2 separate regions of the Capra hircus genome follow, and region 2 is linked to region 1. The links are chromatin contacts, called in public Hi-C maps. All regions are on one chromosome and are shown on one strand. The core of a region is the stretch at or near the end of the contact, and the rest is flanking DNA. Distances in the headings are between cores, read along the strand shown.

Region 1 (6,217 bases), core at 548-3,047:
ACTTCCTCATTGTCTCTTGTTTCTTGTCTGTCTTCCTCCACCAAAACACAAGCCCCACAAGAGCCGGGATCTTTGTTTCTCTTGATTGCCCCCTGGATCCCCGAGACCGGGAACAGCACTCAGCACACAGTAGTGGGTGCTCCTTAAATGCAGGTTCATTCCCTGGGCAGCCCCTCCTCCCAGGCATGATCCTGGCTAACCTCAGCCCATTCCAAAGGGTGTCAGGCTCCGCCTTGAGCAAACACAGCTTCCCTGGCACCAGGCCAGACCTGAGGAGGAAGAACAGGAACCCAGACTCCCGCAGTGGACTTTTCTCAGAACCGGGGCCATAAGGAAGCCCTGAGCCAGGGAGGGAGGACTCTAACAAGATGCTGAAACTGGGGTATTGGCTGGTGGGGGGCTTAGGCAGCCCCCACCCCTCCCCCACTCTCCGCATCGTCACTCCCATCAGGCTGACGGCACTACTTCCCTGTGCAGCCCGGGGCAGGTGGCTGCCCCTCTCTGAGCCTGGATTTGACCTGTGCAAAACAGGAAGGCAATGAGATGTTGCCCCTGGTTTGGCATTCTGATTTTGGTGGGGGGCAGTTTACCCTGTCCCTTGCATGACTGGGAATTTATTACATGCTCTAGCATATGCCATTCTCAGCAGCCCTGTGACATGGTGTCTCTAATTATACCTATTTCACAGAGTAGAAAACTGAAGTCAGATCTCTCTGATGCCATGGGTTTTTCTCTATCCAAACTCCAGCCGAGGTATATTCCCTCCTAACCCCTCAGACCCTGAATCTTAGCATCTCTGTTTCCCAGGAGTGACTCCAAATGCCAGCTGCCCCCCACCCCCTTACCCTGCAACTGGGACACTCATGCATTCTGAGCCGCAGAGGGCCCTCTTCGTCTCGGACAAAGAGCTTTGAGGTGCAATCAGACACTTGGCTGGCTAGGACACCCTCTTTGTCCTGCACTTTTTGGGAGAAAATGACCCAGAAAATCTCCTGCCACGGGACTCTTGTCTTCTCGAGGGTCTAATCTTCCTTTGCCTGAAAACCATCCACCCACTCATTGCTTCATTTCTCCATAGGAAGATTTCACCCAGAGAAGAAATCGAGATAAGGAGATAAGCCCTCCTCCCCCAGGACCCTTGTCGCCCCCGGCTCCAGCAGCAGGGGTGGAGGGAGACGAGATGCAACTGTTTGAAAACTTGGGGGCCTCTTAAGAAGTTCCAGGAGGTCCAGATACCAACCAGGTGCTAGTTTGTCTCACCTGCCACCTCCCTGCCAACCTCCTCTCCTCAGTTTGGGGGATCAGAGGCCAGCTGGTACCCCCTCAGCCTTCCTGAAAGAGCCTGGGCCAACAATGACCCTCTGAAGTCTGTGGCTGTGGCGCCCTGGGCAGGCTGCCAGGGGCAGTAACTGCCGGCCAGATAATCCCTTAGAAACTATGTCAAATGCCCACACAGGAGTGTCGGTTTCCCGATTTCCCGGGAGCCTGGTCGTGGGGGGAGGTGGCAGGGGCCCGGGACCTCATGGTGGGGAGCCCCATCTGGACAGTACCTTTGGGGTGGTAGGCCGATCGGGGTGGGGGACTCACCTGTCTAGGAGGCTGGGTGGCCTCTGGGCAGGCAGCAGCAGTCAGGGCCTGGATGTCCGCCTGGCATCAGGGGCGGGGAGGGGACCTGAGGCTTGGGCTCTGGCCTGCCCACTTGTTTGCCCAACTTTTCCTCTCTGTGGTGGCCACAGACTGGCCAGTCCCGTGCCAGGGGGAACCAGCAGGGCGACAACCACAAGCCGACTGGCGAGAGTGAGAGAGACCTGGTTGGGTGTGCGGTTCTGTCGCAAGGTACACTCACGTGGGAGCCGCTGGCCTTAACCCCTGCCTGCCCGGAAGCCAGGGATGCCCAGTCCCATTCCACTTGCACTGACTACCGCCAAGCCCTTGGCATCAGCAAGAGATGGGCCCATGTGGCAGGTGGAAGACATTGGTAGAATAAATTTAGAACTGAGTGAATGAATGGTGCACCCTCGCCCGCACCCTCGCACGGTCCCCCCTCACCCCCCTCCCCATCGCTCCCCCTGCTTTCCTCCAGGCACTGTCTCGCATCTGGTGGAGGGACTACTCCTTCCCTTCCTGAGGATCTGAGCACAAAATCTGCTTCTCTACCCCCACATGAGTGGCAGAATCCCTACTCAGAATTTTCTATCACTTCCCAGCTGGGCAGCTTTGGGCAGGTCATGGGGCCCCCTCAGTTTCCTCTTCTCAAAAAAATGGAAACAGAGACTTTCTGGCAGTCCAGTGGTTAAGACTGTGCTCCCAATACAGGGGGTCATGGGTTCGATCTCTGGTCAGGGAACTGGAATTCCAGGTTCCCCGCCTCTTGGCCAAAACAAAAAAATCAACCCCCACCCCCCAAAACAAGAAACAACATGAAACATTGTATAGCAACTACCCTCCAATAAAAACAAACAAGGGCAAAATGTTTAAAAACGGAAACAACACTGGCTTCTGCTCCTAGGGCTGTTTCCTTGAGTAACTGAATGAATGTTGGTCCATAAAGCGCTCAGAGCTTTGCTGGGCACACAGCAGCGCAGCACTTTCTAATCTCTACCCACAGGTGGCTGGTCTGAATGAATGAGAGCTGGGTGAGATACACACAGGATTTGGAAGAGCCGCTCTGCAGAAAAGAACCTAAAATAGTTCATTAGTTTTACACATCGATTCCCTGTAGAGATGACAATGGTTTTGAATGTACTGGGTTAAATGAAATATATTGTTAAAAGTAACGTCACCTGCTTGTTTTATTTTTATTTATTAATTTTTGGGCATCCCCCACAGTATGTTGGATCTCAGTTCCCTGACCACGGGATGAAACCCACACCCCCTACATTGGAACTGTAGGGTCTTAACCACTGGACCACCAGGGAAGTCCCAGGTTTTTTTAATTTCTTAAGAAATGTGGTTGCTAGAAAACTTTAAATGACATTTAAAATTTTACATCACCTTGTAGTTCTACTGGAAAACACTGGGATAAGTGCTCAGTGACTAAACAACAACAAAAAGCACATATCAACTGAGGAGCCTTTTTTGATCACATTCTCTTGCTGCTGTACAATATCTTTATTATTTTTAAAGTATTTATTAACAGCTGAAATGCCTTGAGTGTTGTCTGCTTGTTTATCTGTTTCTCCTAGATGTCTCTCTCTCTCTCTCTTTTTTTCTTTGTGCCACACAAGTAACTTGTGAGATTTTAGTTCCCTGACCAGGAATCAAACCGTGGCCCTTGGCAGTGAGAGCACTGTGTCCTAACCCCTGGACCACCAGGGAGTTCCCTTAGATGGTTCCTCTCTGAGGTAGGAATTTGGTCTTGCTTATTCCAAATCCCTTATGATTATACAGTGGAAGTGAGAAATAGATTTAAGGGCCTAGATCTGACAGAGTGCCTGATGAACTACGGAGGGAGGTTCATGACATTGTATAGGAAACAGGGATCAAGACCATCCCATGGAAAAGAAATGCAAAAAAGCAAAATGGCTGTCTGGGGAGGCCTTACAAATACCTGTGAAAAGAAGAGAGGCGAAAAGCAAAGGAGAAAAGGAAAGATATAAGCATCTGAATGCAGGGTTCCAGAGAATAGCAAGAAGAGATAAGAAAGCCTTCTTCAGTGATCAGTGCAAAGAAATAGAGGAAAAGAACAGAATGGGAAAGACTAGAGATCTTTTCAAGAAAATTAGAGATATCAAGGGAACATTTCATGCAAAGATGGGCTCGATAAAGGACAGAAATGGTCTGGACCTAACAGAAGCAGAAGATATTAAGAAGAGGTTGCAAGAATACACAGAAGAACTGTACAAAAAAGATCTTCACAACCCAGATAATCATGATGGTGTGATCACTAATCTAGAGCCAGACATCCTGGAATGTGAAGTCAAGTGGGCCTTGGAAAGCATCACTACGAACAAAGCTAGTGGAGGTGATGGAATTCCAGTTGAGCTGTTTCAAATCCTGAAAGATGATGCTGTGAAAGTGCTGCACTCAATATGCCAGCAAATTTGGAAAACTCAGCAGTGGCCACAGGACTGGAAAAGGTCAGTTTTCATTCCAATTCCAAAGAAAGGCAATGCCAAAGAATGCTCAAACTACCACACAATTGCACTCATCTCACATGCTAGTAAAGTAATGCTCAAAATTCTCCAAGCCAGGCTTCAGCAATACATGAACCGTGAACTCCCTGATGTTCAAGCTGGTTTTAGGAAAGGCAGAGGAACCAGAGATCAAATTGCCAACATCTGCTGGATCATGCAAAAAGCAAGAGAGTTCCAGAAAAACATCTACTTCTGCTTTATTGACTAAGCCAAAGCCTTTGACTCTGTGGATCACAATAAACTGTGGAAAATTCTGAAAGAGATTGGAATACCAGACCACCTGACCTGCCTCTTGAGAAATCTGTATGCAGGTCAGGAAGCAGCAGTTAGAACTGGACTTGGAACAACAGACTGGTTCCAAATAGGAAAAGGAGTACGTTAAGGCTGTATATTGTCACCCTGCTTATTTAACTTCTATGCAGAGTACATCATGAGAAATGCTGGGCTGGAAAAAACACAAGCTGGAATCAAGATTGCTGGGAGAAATATCAATAACCTCAGATATGCAGATGACACCACCCTTACGGCAGAAAGTGAGGAAGAACTAAAGAGCCTCTTTTTTTTTTTTTTTTAAACTAAAGAGCCTCTTGATGAAAGTGAAAGTGGAGAGTGAAAAAGTTGGCTTAAAGCTCAACATTCAGAAAACGAAGATCATGGCATCCAGTCCCATCACTTCAGGGGAAATAGATGGGGAACAGTGTAAACAGTGTCAGACTTTATTTTTTGGGGCTCCAAAATCACTGCAGATGGTGATTGCAGCCATGAAATTAAAAGACACTTACTCCCTGGAAGAAAAGCTATGACCAACCTAGATAGTATATTCAAAAGCAGAGACATTACTTTGCCAACTAAGGTCCATCTAGTCAAGGCTATGGCTTTTCCTGTGGTCATGTATGGATCTGAGAGTTGGACTGTGAAGAAAGCTGAGCACCGAAGAACTGATGCTTTTGAACTGTGGTGTTGGAGAAGACTCTTGAGAGTCCCTTGGACTGCAAGGAGATCCAACCAATCCGTTCTGAAGGAGATCAGCCCTGGGATTTCTTTGGAAGGAATGATGCTAAAGCTGAAACTCCAGTACTTTGGTCACCTCATGCGAAGAGTTGACTCATTGGAAAAGACTCTGATGCTGGGAGGGATTGGGGGCAGGAGGAGAAGGGGATGACAGAGGATGAGATGGCTGGATGACATCACTGACTCGATGGACATGAATCTGAGTGAACTCTGGGAGTTGGTGATGGACAGGGAGGCCTGGCGTGCTGCGATTCATGGGGTTGCAAAGAGTCGGACATGACTGAGCGACTGAACTGAACTGAACTGAATTCGTGTGTCCTTGTGGCATAGAACAGTGCTTGGTACATAGCAGGTGTTTAATAAATATTTGTGAAGTGAATGAATGAATGAATGGAAGGAATATGGGGAAGTTTGGGGAGAGAGTGAAAGACTCATTAAGTCCCTTTTACCTGCAGGATTGATGCTGAAGCTCCGATACTTTGGGCATCTGATGTGAAGAGCTGACTCATTGGAAAAGACCTTGATGGAAAGACTCATTGGAAAGTCTCATACCTTGATCATTGGAAAGATTGAAGGCAGGAGGAGAAGGGGACGACAGAATGAGATGGCTGGATGGCATCACCGACTCAACAGACATGAGTTTGAGCAAACTCCGGGCCTGCATGCAGTCCATGGGGCTGCAAAGAGTCCGAGGCCATTGAGCATTGAGCGACTGAACAACCTGCAGGACCCAGTACTGAAGGTAATAGCCTCTATGGCCACCAGGGGGCGCCCGAAACCAGGCTACCAATCCCAGTCGCGGCAGCTTTGGTTTCCCATCCTGCAAAAAGGGAATTTTGAGCAGGGACATGGGAGAATGAAGCCTGAGGAGCAAAAGCCGCTGCCCCATCCCGATCCTGGCCCCTCCTCTGCACTTCCAGTTGTCTGAGTCAGTGGTTCTCAAACTCTATCAGGCATCCGAAACGCCTTGAGAGACTCAGCGAAAGATTATGAGTCCCCACACCCCGAGGTTTTGATCCAGGAGCCCTGGGCAGGGCGGAGGGGGGCGGTGGGCCGAGAACCTGCATTTC
Region 2 (7,024 bases), core at 201-2,700, 110 kb before region 1:
TTAAGACTCCACACTTCCCTGCAGAGGGGTGGGTTTGATCCCTGATTGGGGAACTCAGATCCTGCATGCCACGTATCACAGCCAAAAAAATTAGAAATTGACCTCTCACCAAGGGGAGCTAGAGAAGAGGTGTGGGGACTACCCCTTCAAACTTGGAGCAGGGAGCTTGGGCGGGAGTGACAGCCTCCGCTGCTAACTTACCTGCCGCTCCCCACCGCACCGCCCCCCCCCATGTTAGCCTCTAATCCCCCACCCCTGGGCACCCCGACCTTGCAGACCTGAATCTCTTCAGCAGCAGCCCTGCTGATGTCCAGGCCAGATTGTTCCCTGTGGGGCCATCCTGGGCACTGTGGGGTGTTGAGCAGCATCCCTGGCCCCCACTTATCAATGCCAAGAGCCCCCCAAAGTAACCAAAAATGTCCCCACTAGCACCCTGTGTCCCCTTGGGGCATGACCACCCCAGATGAGAACGCTGATCTAGATTACCTAGGTTTTGACAATCATACGGGCCAAGCCTGTAAGGATTTCCCATGAGCTGTTTTTTGGCACTCCCAGCTCCTAAAACCTCCATGTGGTAGATCCGTGGCCAAAATACCCCTGTCATTTATGTCTTTCCTTCTTACGGTATTGGTTTAGTTGCTAAGTTGTGTCTGCCTCTGTGACCCCATGAACGGTAGCCTGCCAGTCTCCTCTGTCCATGGGATTTCCAAAGCAAGAATATTGGAGTAGATTGCCATTTCCTTCTCCAGGGGATCTTCCTGACTCAGGGATCAAACTTGAGTCTCCTGCATTGGAAGGTAGATTCTTTACCACTGAGCCACCAGGAAGGAATTCCTTCTTACATTCTTTCCACTGGGACCTTGCACTCTTCCCATTGGGAAAATACATCTATTTCTCTGGCCCTGGAGCCAGGCTTTCTCATGCCTCTCCTTGGCCCATAGATTGCAGTGGAAGTGATATCACCGTATGTGCATATATGGAAGGTTTATGTCCCCCCTCAAATTTATATATTGAAACCTAACCCCTAAGTTGATGGTGTTAGGAATTGGTGCCTTTTGAGTGGTGATAAGGTCATGAGGACAGTGCCTCTTGAATGGGATTAGTGCCCTTTTAAAGGGACCCCAGAGAGCCCTCTCATCCCTTGTGAAGTGCCATGTGAAGACACTGCAAGAAGGCAGCCATCTCTGAACCAGGACTCGGGCTTTCAGCAGACACTGGGTCTGCTGGTGTCTTGGTCTCAGACTCCGCAGTCTCCAGAACTGAGCAATTTCTAAGTTCCCACTCTATGGTGTCATGTAGAAGCATCTGTTTGAGCTGCTAATCTGATTCTAAGCCTAGACTGCCAGAGCCTCTGCCCACATCCCGTCCATTCTCGGGGGTACCCTGCTACAACATGGGGGACCCCAGACTAGCCCACTGGAGGAGGAGATGCCACAGGGAGGAGGGCCTTGGTGCAGGCCCTGCTCTCCAGGAGCAGAGCTGCCTGCCACCGACCTCAGTTGCAGCCCAGCCCAGTGCAGCCCACAGGGTGAAGAGCAAAGTAATGGGTAGCTGATTTGTTTGTTTGTCTTTGGCTCAGCCACATGGCACGTGAGATCTGAGTTCCCCAACCAGGGATTGAACCCACACCCCATTCGTTGGAAGCTTGAAGTCTTAACCACTGGACCACCAGGGAAGTCCCAATGATGGCTATTTTAAGCCAGGGATCAGCAAACCTTGTCTGTAAAGGGTCAGAGGGTAAATATTTTCCACTCTGTGGGTGTCTTAGTTCAGTCTGCTGTGACCAAACACTACAGACTGGATGACTTGTAAGTAACAGTTTATTCCTGGGTTCTCATGGCTGGAGGTCTGCCATCGGGGCACAGACAGGGCTGGGCTCTGCTGAGAACCCTCTCCGGGTTGCAGACACTGACTTCTGTTTGTCCTCACATAAAGGAGGGCAGAGGATGGAGGAAGCCCTCCTGTGACTGTTTAACTTTTTATTTTGTATTGGGGTGTAGCTGATTCTCATTGTTGTAATAGTTTCAGTTGAACAGATAAGAGACTCAGCCATACATATACATGTATCCATTCTCCCCCAAACTCCCCTCCCGTCCAGGCTGCCGCATAACGTTGAGCAGAGTTCCCTGTGCTATACATAGGTTCTTGCTGGTTATCCATTTTAAACATAGCAATGTGTATGTGCCCATCCCAAATTCCCTAACTATCCTTTTCCCCCATCCTTCCCCCCCACCAACCGTAAATTCCCATAAATTAATTCTCTCAGTCTGTGAGTCTTTTTCTATTTTGTAAGTGAGTTCATTTGTATTATTTCTTTTGAGATTCCACATATAAGGGATGTCATTCGATATTTCTCCTCCGTCTGATTCACTTTAGTCCTATGACTTTTATAAGGTCACTGATCCCATCTCAGGGGCCGCACCCTCATGACCTCATCTAATGCTAAATTACCTCCTAAAGGCCCCACCTCCTAACATCATATTCAGGGGAAGGGGGTTCAGCATAACAGTTTTGCAGAGACACAGACATTCAGCCCACAGCAGCAGACTGTATCATACATGTCGCCACTACAGAGCTCTGCCACCCTAGGGTGGAAGCAGCTGAAGACGAGATGTAAACAAGCGGATGAGGCTGTGGGCCATCAAAACTTATATTTTGACACTGATGTGAATTTCGTATACTTTTCACGTGTCATGAAATCGTACTCTCTTAACCCTCTCCAACCACTTAAAAATGCAAAATCCATTCTCTGCTCATGGGCTGTGCAAAAACAGGCAGTGGGCAGGTGTGGCCACACTGTCCAAGCCTTGCTGTAAATCCCTTCCGTTTCTCTACCGGTCTAGCTGGGCTCCACCATGCCACTCCTGAGAAGGGTGTGAGACCATAGGACCTGCACATCCCCAGCACCCCCGCCCCACAGCTTCAGGGCATCTGTGCTCTGCTTCCTCACAGAGCTTGCTCTGCTAAATAAATGCCAGGACACCCGTGATCCTCCCAGACCATGCTGTTGTGAGCAGTGACTTAGCATATGGTGGGCCTAGTGTTCCCTTTGGGATCACAGCTACTGCTCTGATCATTGTCACCAAACATTTATTTACTTGACTGCTTGGCAAGCCCCCATTTAGGTGTTTGCAAAGCTCTCTACTACCAGCCACCAGCATGGCCGGACTTTGTGCAGGAGGCCTGAAGTCTCGTACGTCTTCTCCCCACTTCCACCAGGCTGGTTGAGGCCCATGTGTGTCATGTCCTCTAAGGGCCCTCAGCTTCTCCCATCCACAGCCCTCACTGCCTGCCTAGTCCGCTTGGGCCATCATAACAGAGCACCACAGACTGGGCAGCCTAAACAACGCATATATTGCTCACAGTCTGGAAGCTGCATGTTCAAGACCAAGGTTCCAGCAGGGTTTGTTTCTCCCAAGGCCTTTCTCCTTGGCCCACAGATGGCTGCCTTCTTCCCACGTCCTCGTGTGGTCTTCCCTCTGTGCAGGCATCCCCAGTGTGTCTTCTCATAAGAACCCCAGCCTCGCAGGATTAGGACCCCACCCTTATAGCTTCATTTCATTCTGTAAGGACTGTATCTCCAAACAAGTCACATTGGGGTTAGGGCTTCCTGTGAACTTAGGGGAGGGCACGATTCAGAGCATAGCACCCCATTAGTGCCCTGAAACAGGACAGATCTCATCCTAAGAAACCTCAGTGACTCCCATATTCTGCCTCGCATCCCCGAGCCCACTGCCCAGCCTCCTGTCACCCACAGCTCCTCCATGCCTCCACACACAGGGCTGTTCTGCCAACCTCCGTGTTCATCTCCCATCCCCACATGTATGCCAGGCCCTGCTCTCAGCCTGGGGGCTGCATCTGAACCCCTCTCCGGAACCCCAGAAACCTCCATAATCAGGCCTTTCATGTCCGGGGTTGGAGGAGGAGGCTTCTGCCACCCACCCGGCTGTCAGCACAGCCATCCTCCCAGACAGCATGTTTCCATCTCCCCTGCCCCTCCCCCAGCATCTCAGCTATTCCCTCAGGAGAGGTGTTTCCTCCTGTCATCTGAGCAGATGGGAGAGTGACCTCTGGTAAGGTCAAGGGTGTTTCACCATCCCAAATAAAACTCAGAGCTGGGACTCCCCTGGTGGTCCAGTGGCTGAGACTCTTTGCTCCCAATGCCAGGGGCCCAGGTTCGATCCTTGGTTAGGGAACTAGATCCCACATGCTGCAACTGAAGATTCCGAGTGCTGCAACTAAGCCCCAGCACAGCCAAAAAACAAACCTCAAAGCTGATGTATACTCAGCCCTGTGCATCTCACAGCCAACCAGCCTTCTCACAGCTGTGACCTTTGCCTGCCTTCATAATAAACCTGATGGGAGCACCCTGCAGGGCACAGAAACACCTGAGGTCTCCCAGCACTGAGTTACATCAAGGCCATCTGTGGGCAGACGCTCCTCTTGTCCTTGACTTTGGTTTAGCCTGTGCTAAGTCGTTTCAGTCATGTCCAGCTCTTTTGCAAACCCATGGACTGTAGCCCAACAGTCTTCTCTGTCCATGGGATTCTCCAGGCAACAATACTGCAGTGGGTTGCCATTTCCTTCTCCAAGGGATCTTCCCGATCCAAGGATCAAACCCATGTCTTTCATGTCTCCTGCACTGGCATGTGAGTTCTTTACCATTAGCACCACCTGGGAAGCAGTCTTCAAACCTCAGGGTGTGTAATCATCACTACTCGGGGTTGTACACAACCAAAACATGTCTTGAGTTCTCAGTTTGCGCCTGCAGATGTGCTGTCTTGAGCCTGATACCCAGTCAGACAGCAGCCTGCAGCGACCCAGGGGTCCTTCCGGAACCGGGTCTAGACCAGACATAGTTGATCACGTGACGCCACCCATCGCGGCCTGGGTCTCAAAGCTGGTGCCCTGGGACTGGGCATGTCTTAGACCAGTAGCTCTCAATCGGTGTTTGGGAGTATCTCTGGTTGTCACGACTGTGGGCGCTCCCGGCACTGAGTGGGTGGAGGCCAGGGATGCTGTTCCAAAGCCTGAAGTGCCCAGGACGGTCCCCTACGGAGAGAGATGGGGGTCACAGTGTCAACAGGACCAGGAGCAATAAACCCTGCCCTAAATGGAGCAGGCCATTGAATCTCCTGGCATGAACAAGGTCAACAACCGCCCTCCTCAGTGGTTCCTTGCATGGGGCCCCCACTGGATGGAGACAGCTTTTAACCTGAGCTCGGTCACTGCAGCAGCCAGTAAAGAGCACCCCAAAATTGTCTCGGCTTCCTCGTTGGGGCTCTCAGCTAAAGGATGACAAGAATCACCCACCCAGGAGACACTTGCCTCTGCCTCCTCAGCTGGCACCACTCAGTGCACTGGGCTTCAGGGATGGAGGTGGGGGCCTGTGGCATGCTGGGAAGCTTGGGACTCCCCTGGCCGTCCAGGGATTGAGAATCTGCCTTCGCATGCAGGGGACGTGGGCTCCATCCCTGGTCGGGAAACAAAGATCTCATCTGCCTCAGGGAAACTAAGCCCACATGCTATAACTACTGAGCCTGTGCGCTGCAACAAGAGAAAGCCCTTGAGCTGCCACTAAGACCTAGGGCAGCTAAAAAAAAAAAAATCTTTTAAAAAGAAGAAGAAGGAAGTGTCAGTGTGCAGTGCTGATGGCCTCTTCCCCAGCAGAGGCAGTAGAGCTCAGTCCAGAGAGCTCCAGTTCTGTCCTTGCAGCTTGGACAGCTCAGACCGCCTTGGTGAGCCTTGTGGGTGGCTTCAACGGCATAGCCTTTTATCATCCTCCCAAAGTCCATGCCTTCCGTTTTCCTTGCCGGTTTGGGCTGGGACCACCCCTGTCCCAAGGACTGTCCCATGTGACTGAGTCAGGAGAAGGTGGCCCCAGCTCCCCGACAAATCCTGGTGGAGCTGAAGCAGGCACCTTTGCCCCATTGTCCTCAACCGTGCCCTGGTTGGAGCTGGTGGGACCCAGGCAGCACAACAAGCCCTGAGGGGAAGCTGGCACAAGAAGACATGTATAGAACATGCACAGAACGCAGGTGACGGTAGAAAATTGCAAATAGCATGTGGTGGTTTAAAAACAGCCATAGGGACTTCCCTGGGGGGGTCCAGTGGCTAAACATTCCACTGCAGGGGGTGCCGGGGGAGCAGGATCAATCCCGGGTAGGGTAACTGAGATCCGGTGTGTCTCACGATGTGGCCAAAAATTAAAAAATATAATAGGAATCTTTAAAAAGATAATAAAAATTTTCCATAAGTTCTCATATTCAACATATAAACAAGCTCACTCCTTCCTTCATAAGTTGGGGCCTAATCCTATCCCCTTGAGGGTGGGGTGGATTCAGTGGTTCACTTCTTTTTCTTTTTTTTAATTTCTTGGCCATGCCACCTGGCATATGGGATCTAGTTCATTGTGCACATGCATGCTAAGTTGCTTCAGTCACGTCCAACTCTTTGTGTCCCTATGAACTGTGGTCTTCCGGGCTCATCTGTTCTCCAGGCAAGAATGCTGGAGTGGGTTGCCATGCCCTCCTCCAGGGGATCTTCCCAACCCAGGGATGAAACCCACATCTCTTATGTCTCCTGCATTGGCAAGCAGGTTCTTTACCATGAGCACCGCCTGGGAAGCCCCTCTAGTTCTCTGACCAGGGATCAAATCCACGTCTCCTGCATTGGAAGCCAAGAGTCTTAACCTCTGGACCACCAGGGAAGTCCCTCAGTGGTTCACTTCTAACACAGAATGTGGCGGAAGTCATGCCATGCGATGTTTAAACCTGGGTCATAACAAGGATAGCTTCCGTCTGGTCCTTCCCCTCTCTCTCTCCCTCATTCTGGGGGAAGCAGGTAGCCATGTTGTAAGAACACCCAAGCAGCGCTGGGGAATCACCAACCTCCCCACCGCGTAAAGGAGCCATGCTGGAAGCAGCGCCCACTACCCCAGTTGAGCCCTCAGACGATGCTGCCCCAGCCGGCGGCTGCTTGGCAACTTCAGGAAGACCCTGAGTCAGAGCCCACCCACGCAACC

Evidence for each region. Hi-C and Micro-C count contacts between places; a contact is called where the count stands out from the background.
Region 2: a Hi-C map of blood shows a contact between it and region 1, with 5 times the contacts expected there. The contact joins the enhancer-like site here to the promoter of TJP3 in region 1. A contact is called at or near these places in 2 of 5 Hi-C or Micro-C datasets (both in blood).

The regions. Positions count from the first base shown.
Region 1 is chr7:90,304,915-90,311,131 of ARS1.2, reverse strand. TJP3 (tight junction protein ZO-3) reads right to left here and starts at 1,797. Exons shown (of 21, transcript XM_018050840.1): 1 at 1,588-1,797.
Region 2 is chr7:90,410,492-90,417,515 of ARS1.2, reverse strand. All of the region lies in intron 1 of ZFR2 (zinc finger RNA-binding protein 2), which reads left to right. Among named protein-coding and RNA genes, the nearest start is that of ZFR2, 13 kb to the left of the region's middle. Within about 2 kb of position 1,450, at least 1 of the 5 cell types and tissues checked has an H3K27ac peak or open chromatin away from gene starts, as enhancers often do.